2 separate regions of the Zea mays genome follow, and region 1 is linked to region 2. The links are chromatin contacts, called in public ChIA-PET maps. All regions are on one chromosome and are shown on one strand. The core of a region is the stretch at or near the end of the contact, and the rest is flanking DNA. Distances in the headings are between cores, read along the strand shown. Region 1 has its middle 19 kb from the start of LOC103643872. Region 2 holds the start of LOC103643870 (serine/threonine-protein kinase MPS1).

Region 1 (3,278 bases), core at 535-3,034, 120 kb after region 2:
CGGACGCCTAGGCGACGACTAGACGTCGCTTAGGCGACACCTTAAGAACAGTGGTAAATTGAACCAATTGTTAGTTTAAGGGATTATCTCAACATAGTAAAAAAATGGAGGAGTAATTTGGATCTCTTATTTTAAACTATGTCAAGCTAAAACAACCTACATTTTGGCGCAAAGAATATTATTGAAGTTCTTCTAACAAATTTAGCAGGCTTAATTCTGTGTTGTCAATATGTAAAATCCTGGATATAGATTGTAACAAAGTTATAAATAGCTTTGACAAATATAACGAACCTATTTTTAGTAAAACTTTAGACTATTAAGTTATAATGTATGTATAATATCTAGATACAAAGCAAGAGTGTGTTTGATTGCCAAGCCTGCCACGCTCAGCAGCGGCGGCGCAAAAAATCCACGTGCGTTGTGGCGGAGTTTTGCGAAGAGAACTAGGGGTGGGCAAAAAATTATCAAACATCGTTCGAACCGTACACCATACACCGAAATTTGTGGTATATTTGATTTTTGATGTTTGGCGTGGTTTAGATTTTAGCTCTATTTGGTGTTTGGTGCGGTTTCCAATATTCGCACAGCAAAAACCGAAATTTAGCAAACCTACCTTGATGCCCAACAAACAACTCATATAAGGTCCTAAACCCTAGACTCATATCATTTTAATTTTTAAGAACTATGAGTTAGTTACTCTTATTCGACACTAGATTGTTTATGCAGTTTTATTAAGTACTTGTTGATGAACTATTAATATGTTTTTTAGGCAATTTTATGTTTGTAGTTTTAATTTGCTACTTGTTTGGTGATTGTGGTAGTACCAAAACGAAACCAGAAAAACCGAACACTAAATTGTGCGGTTTTTATTTCTAAACAAAAAGCTTGGTTTCCATTTTCCAAGCACCAAACTTTTTTTAACACCGAATAATCCGCACCGAATAACCAATAAAACCGAATGCTCAGCCCTAAAGAGAACTCAAATTCACTCGTCATAATTCGGAGACCCCATCAACGAGAAAAAAACACTTTTTATGTTCAGTTCCAGATCATAGAAAACATGTTCATTAAATTCTTTTGTCCACCGGTGCCTGACGCATTTCGTCAAGTTACAGTCATGTCCATGAAAGTTTCTCTCTCCTCTTAATTACACTTCCATGTGATGAAGCATGATAGTCTGGCTTCGGCACGATAGTACGATACACATTGGACTTATATTTTCGACGACTGAGTAATTATTGACCTTGCGCTAGGTGAGCTATTTGACTCAAACGTTGGGATGGGCTATGTCAGCCCGCTGGGCCAGTGGCACAGCCCATGTGGTCCATCTTCCGGCAAATTACGCCCACCTTCAATGTGCAGCGTTGCAACTATCAGCTGGTAGTACTACAGTTCAATAGTAGGTGCGCAACTGAGCACTGCAAGCCGATCTGCGTGATTCACGACACGCTCTCGAAAACTTCGTCCCCTGCACAACAACATGCATCTCACAGGTCCTCGCGCCTCGGCGCCGGCAGTGCGTGCGTTCAGTTCAACGCACGAGCGAGAAGCACTGCAACAAGTGGATCGCCATCCCGTCCGGCGTGCACAGCACATCAGGCGCTGCACATAGCTCTTCTATTATCTTCTATTAAAGGCCTGTTCGGTTATTTTTAATCTATATGGATTGGAGGGGATTAATACGGATTGAGAGAGGGCTTGACGCGGCCGCACCCGACAACTACCTCGACGGCTGTGATGACGCGACTTTGGCGATCCTTTGCGCAGTCCCGGCTCGGCGGATTCACCATTCCTTTTGGAGATATACTCCACCGTACGGCTTGGCGCTTCCTAGCTGGCGGCCGGAGGACAGACGAGATGGCCTGAGCAAATAGTGCGTGTACGTGACCGGGCAACAACAACACGCACGTACGTCTCGGCGTAGTTGGAGCGTGCGGCAAGAGTAGCCTCTAGCCTTCTGTAGCAAGAACCTGCCGCCGCCTTGGCTTGGCCGCTGCTGCAGGCTAGCTCACGGTCGCAGACGAGCTGCGGCTGCCGCTTGCTGCTCCTGCTTGCATCCATGCACAGGGCTCGAGAAGCCGACCGGGGACGGCATGGAGAAATGCAACTGGCAACCCAAGCAGAACACTGTGCTGCAACGGGGAAGGGCAATGCCACAGGTGCTGCACGCTGCACCTGCATGCTCGCGGCAGGGCGCTCCAACAGTGGTTCGGCGCGCGGCGTGCACGCCGGTGCCAAATAAAGGCCTTCCATCGGGTTGCCGTTGCCGTGCGTGCCACTGCCACCGTTGCCTTGTACTATCGCCGAGTTATTTCGGAGTTCAGAACTCGATCGATCGGTCCATCTATGCGGCTCTGAGGCATGCGCGTGTTGTTGACTGTGTCTGTGTGGCCTCGGACGCCGGAGCCTAGAGCGCGGCTAGCGCCGGCTGTGCGGCAGCAGGAAATATTTGGACCGCCAGCCCAACGGCTTGCAACTTTTGCATAGATCAGGTGCTGCCGCTCAGCGCTGATTCTTCCCTTCCGTTCACCTCTGTTTTTGCTCCCCACATTTAAAGGCTAAAAAGCCTAAAATTATACGTAGAAATGGTAGTAGAATTGAAAGTCTCAACATATATATATTTTCGATCCCTCTTTTGTCTAGAGAAAACCTTTGTCTACCCAAGAACTTTAGCAAGCTGGCCTCACCACCGTAGCCCGTAGGCTACCTAAGGCGTGAGTGACACTACACCAAAATAGTAAACTTCATAGAGTCTAAACCCTAAAAAATTAGGTCTAAACTATAGGAAGTTACCTAAACTCTCGGAAGTTAGCTTAACTTCCTATAGGCCTCTAGGAAGTTAGCTAACTTCCTACAGCCAAAAAGCCTCTCGGAAGTTAGTAGATTCTCAGAAGTTAGTAGCTTCACGCCGTCAGCGCCGTCAGCTGACTAACTTCCTACAAGTAACTTCCTACGGCTGACTGCAGCGTGACTAACTTCCTACGGCTTACTGTAGCCCCTAGGAAGTTAGCTGGCTAACTTCTGACTGTAGCACTGGCTAACTTCCTACGACTTAATAAGCCTTTAGGAAGTTAATTTGACCAGCATTACAAATGTTGTTTATTTTTATTTTACACCAGATTCCACAACATAATAAATATATCAACAGATATATAGCACAACATATTTTCACATAAAATATCTCACACACAATCACATAACAATATTTAAATCCATAGTCTCATCAATTACATCACAAAAGTCTCATCCATAGTCTTATCAATTACATTACAAAAGTC
Region 2 (3,422 bases), core at 263-2,762:
AATTATATTTCTAACGCTAACCCGGCTTGTAGTTGTGATTAACTTTGTAAATTTCAGTTTCGCCCTATTCACCCCCCCTCTAGGCGATTTTCACTGAGTCCGAGCCCTGGGGTCGGGCGAGGCGGAGTTCGTCGTCTTCCGGAGCCGAGGCTGAGTCCGAGCCCTGGGGTCGGGTGAGGCGGAGTCCATCGTCTTCTGGAGCCGAGGCTGAGTCCGAGCCCTGAGGTCGGGCGAGGCAGAGTCTATCTTCCGAGGCCGAGACGAGGGCCGAACCCTAGGGTCGGGCGAGGCGGAGCTTCCTATGTCGCCCGAGGCTGGACTTAGCCGCTGTCAACCTCACTCTGGCGAGTGGCACGGCAGTCGGAGCAGGGCAGGCGACGCTGTATTCCTGTCGGGTCGGTCAGTGGAGCGACGAAGTGACTGTGGTCACTTCGGCCCTGTCAACTGAAGAGCGCGCGTCAGGATAAGATGTCAGACGGTCCTTGCATTAAATGCTCCTGCGATATGGTCGGTTGGTGTGGCGATTTGGCCAAGGTTGCTTCTCCGCGAAGCCTACCCGAGCTGTGCCTCGGGCGAGTCGACGGTGCGTCTGTTGCTTGAGGGGACCCTCGGACGAGGCGTGAATCTTCCGGGGTCGGCTGTCTTTGCCCGAGGTCGGGCTCGGGCGAGGCGAGATCGTGTCCCTTGAGTGGACTGAGCCTTGACCTTAATCGCGCCCATCAGGACTTTGTAGCTTTGTGCTGATGGGGGTTACCAGCTGAGATTAGGAGTCTTGGGGGTACCCCTAATTATGGTCCCCGACAGGTGCGCCTAGCCGTTGGTCTGACACTGCAGTTGACCGTTGACGCGCAGACACTTGGAACTAGCCGTTAGGGCTACTGTTTCTGGTGCACCGGACAGTCCGGTGCTCCAGACCAGACAACCCATCGGCAACACTTCCTTTGTTTCTTGGACTTTACTTGATCTTCATAATGTCTTCTTTTGAGGTGTTACTTTCCTCAATGTCTTGGTCCAAGTAACTTTAGCATCCTGTGAACTACAAACACAAACACTGGCAAACACATTAGTCCACATGTTATGTTGATCATCAAACACCAAAACTTATTTAGCCAAATGGCCCGGGGTCTATTTTTCTTACAGACCTTTTGTTTTCCTTTGAGATCTTCTAAGATTCTCTTGAATAGGTTCATTACTTTCCACACGAGATTGTTCTGGCTTCTCATTTATAAAGATAGTGACCTAGGGCACCACTATTGAGGACTCATGAACACTAGGTCGGCTTGCTAGGCACAACTCATTTGATTATCTATAGTTTAGTACATCTTTTCTCACCGTCTCTGATCTCGCGAGCGTGAAAAAAAGAGAGAAAACTTATCTTGTCTGGCCGCACACCATATACCTTATTTTTTGCACTCAACTAATTTATAAGTTTGAATCGTATTTAGATAACTATTTTATTTAAGCAATGTCTAGTGATACACTAGCGAAAATAAACAGTCGAGTGTTCGACGTAGGGCCGGCACTCCAAAAGCGTACTCAACTATCCGGCACCACAAGCTCCATTGCTTACGAACCCTTCCTTCAGTTCCAGTCCTTTACCTTTTTCCCTCGGAGCTCTCTGACTCTCTGAGATTTTTTTTTTGTCTTCATTTCAAATTTTGTGGTTTCCTCCCACATTCCCTTCCCCCGCTCCCCTCCAGGCTCCAGCCGCTCGCTTCGATTCGCTTCAGCTCTGCCTTCCCGTCTCATGGCCACCTACCAGCCCACGCCCGGTGACGCCTTCCCAGCCCGCTGCTGACTGCACCGATTCACCCACAGTTGGCCTTCAGGCAACCCTAGCGTCGCCGATCCGCCGCTCCGGCGAGATGCCGGTGGGCCACATCGCCGTCTCTCCCGCCGCCGTCTATGGAGAACAGGGATAGCTTCACTCGCCCCCCAGCGCCCTCCTACGCCCACGGAACCCAAACCGCTAAGGGCGTCGCGGTCCCTACCGGCGGGGACACGGCCGCCACCAACCTGACGTCGTCGTCAGGGTTGTCCTCGTCTCTCACGCTCTCCCCTCCCCACTTCCTGCAACAGATTCATGCAGCTGTCAAGCGGCAGAGGCCTTTCGGTGAGTGGATTCGGCTATGGATTCCTACCCTTCTCTGATGTTGTTTCCGTCTAGGGTTCTAGTTTATGTTTGGCGCTTATCCTCGGCGAATCTAATTATGTTGATGCATTTTACCTTCTGTATATTTCTGATTTACTGGGTAGCGTATAAAAAAATGTGATGGTTGCACCTGATTTCGTGGTTTTGTCACTGTCGTTGAGTTTCTAGGAACTTCAGTTATCTGTGATGTTGTCTCGAGTTGGTATACTGTATTGGTATCCAAATGAATTATGTCAGATATGATTTAGATCAGCTTCTAACTGACCTTGCTCCAGGTCCAATGCAGTCTAAACTTCCAAGAGCAACACGGGTCCTGGTTTCCGGAGGTGAGCGTGCAAATAAAATTGGTGCCAACCCTTCTGTTTCGAAAGACCAGGAACGAATTGTTACGCAGCCTCAGAGAGGCATGTTGGGACCCTCTATGCTGCCAAATGTGACGCCTGATCAACAGAAAGTCGATAGCACTTCTAAATTAGGGTCCTCTGCCCCAGATGAGTTGATGTTGACAGCACCCTCAATGCTAAAAAGTACCACTGATACCTGTGCACAACGTGTTGGCCAGCAGAAAAACAAGGCTAATCTGTTGATGGATACAGAGAAGTCAGCTTTCGATGCTTTGTCATCTCAAATTACATCATGCAATGCATTGATGGGGGAAAGTTTCAAGAAAGGACAGCTTGATTCGGTTGTTAATCCACAGTTGACGTCACAAAGTAAGGAACCTTTTCTTTCTTTGATACTTAACTGCAAAGTTGTGTACATGTTTAGTTATCAGTTTACATTGCAGGTGATAATATATGCATCACTGTGGATAGTAGAATGGACAGTATGTTGTCTTATCTACATTCTGTTTCATTGACGGCAGGAGATAATTTTCCTGCAAATCAAGGAGCTCAGAATGATCACCAGAAGAACCATCAGGAGCTTCAAACTGTTGATATAGCAGCTGATATGGATATCGAATATGATGCGTCTAATTTGTCTCGGAGAGGGATCCAAGAGGCTCGTAATCAGAATCATGGAAAGCATATGATTCCTTTCTCTGCCATTGGTTCATCTGTGACTGCTATGTCTCTTCACTCGGGACCTACTGTCCAAAGTTCACAGACTCCACAGGTTGGCGGATACACTTCACCAGTGCAGATACCAGAATCTGCTGTAGAATCCTCCAAGGGTGCACTGGGCCATGGTGCTCAAAAGGAGCATGCTGGTGCAACTGGTGTTGGTGACTGGAATCCCCACAACCAGCAGGTTCAAAATCTAGGTAATG

Evidence for each region. ChIA-PET counts read pairs in DNA pulled down with a chosen protein or histone mark.
Region 1: a contact with region 2 is called in an H3K4me3 ChIA-PET map of seedling, with 5 times the contacts expected there. The contact joins the enhancer-like site here to the promoter of LOC103643870 in region 2. A contact is called at or near these places in 10 of 25 Hi-C or Micro-C datasets (bundle sheath, ear, endosperm and 4 more) and 1 of 3 datasets of contacts at active chromatin or transcription factors (seedling).

Annotation. Positions count from the first base shown.
Region 1 is chr1:272,016,082-272,019,359 of Zm-B73-REFERENCE-NAM-5.0, forward strand. No RefSeq gene overlaps it. Among protein-coding and RNA genes, the nearest start is that of LOC103643872, 19 kb to the right of the region's middle. Within about 2 kb of position 1,785, at least 20 of the 20 cell types and tissues checked have an H3K27ac peak or open chromatin away from gene starts, as enhancers often do. A contact at or near this core is called in bundle sheath, ear, endosperm and 4 more, where this site is marked.
Region 2 is chr1:271,892,576-271,895,997 of Zm-B73-REFERENCE-NAM-5.0, forward strand. It overlaps LOC103643870 (serine/threonine-protein kinase MPS1), which reads left to right and starts at 1,513. Exons shown (of 6, transcript XM_008667049.3): 1 at 1,513-2,113; 2 at 2,428-2,865; 3 at 2,940-3,422. The coding sequence starts at 1,906.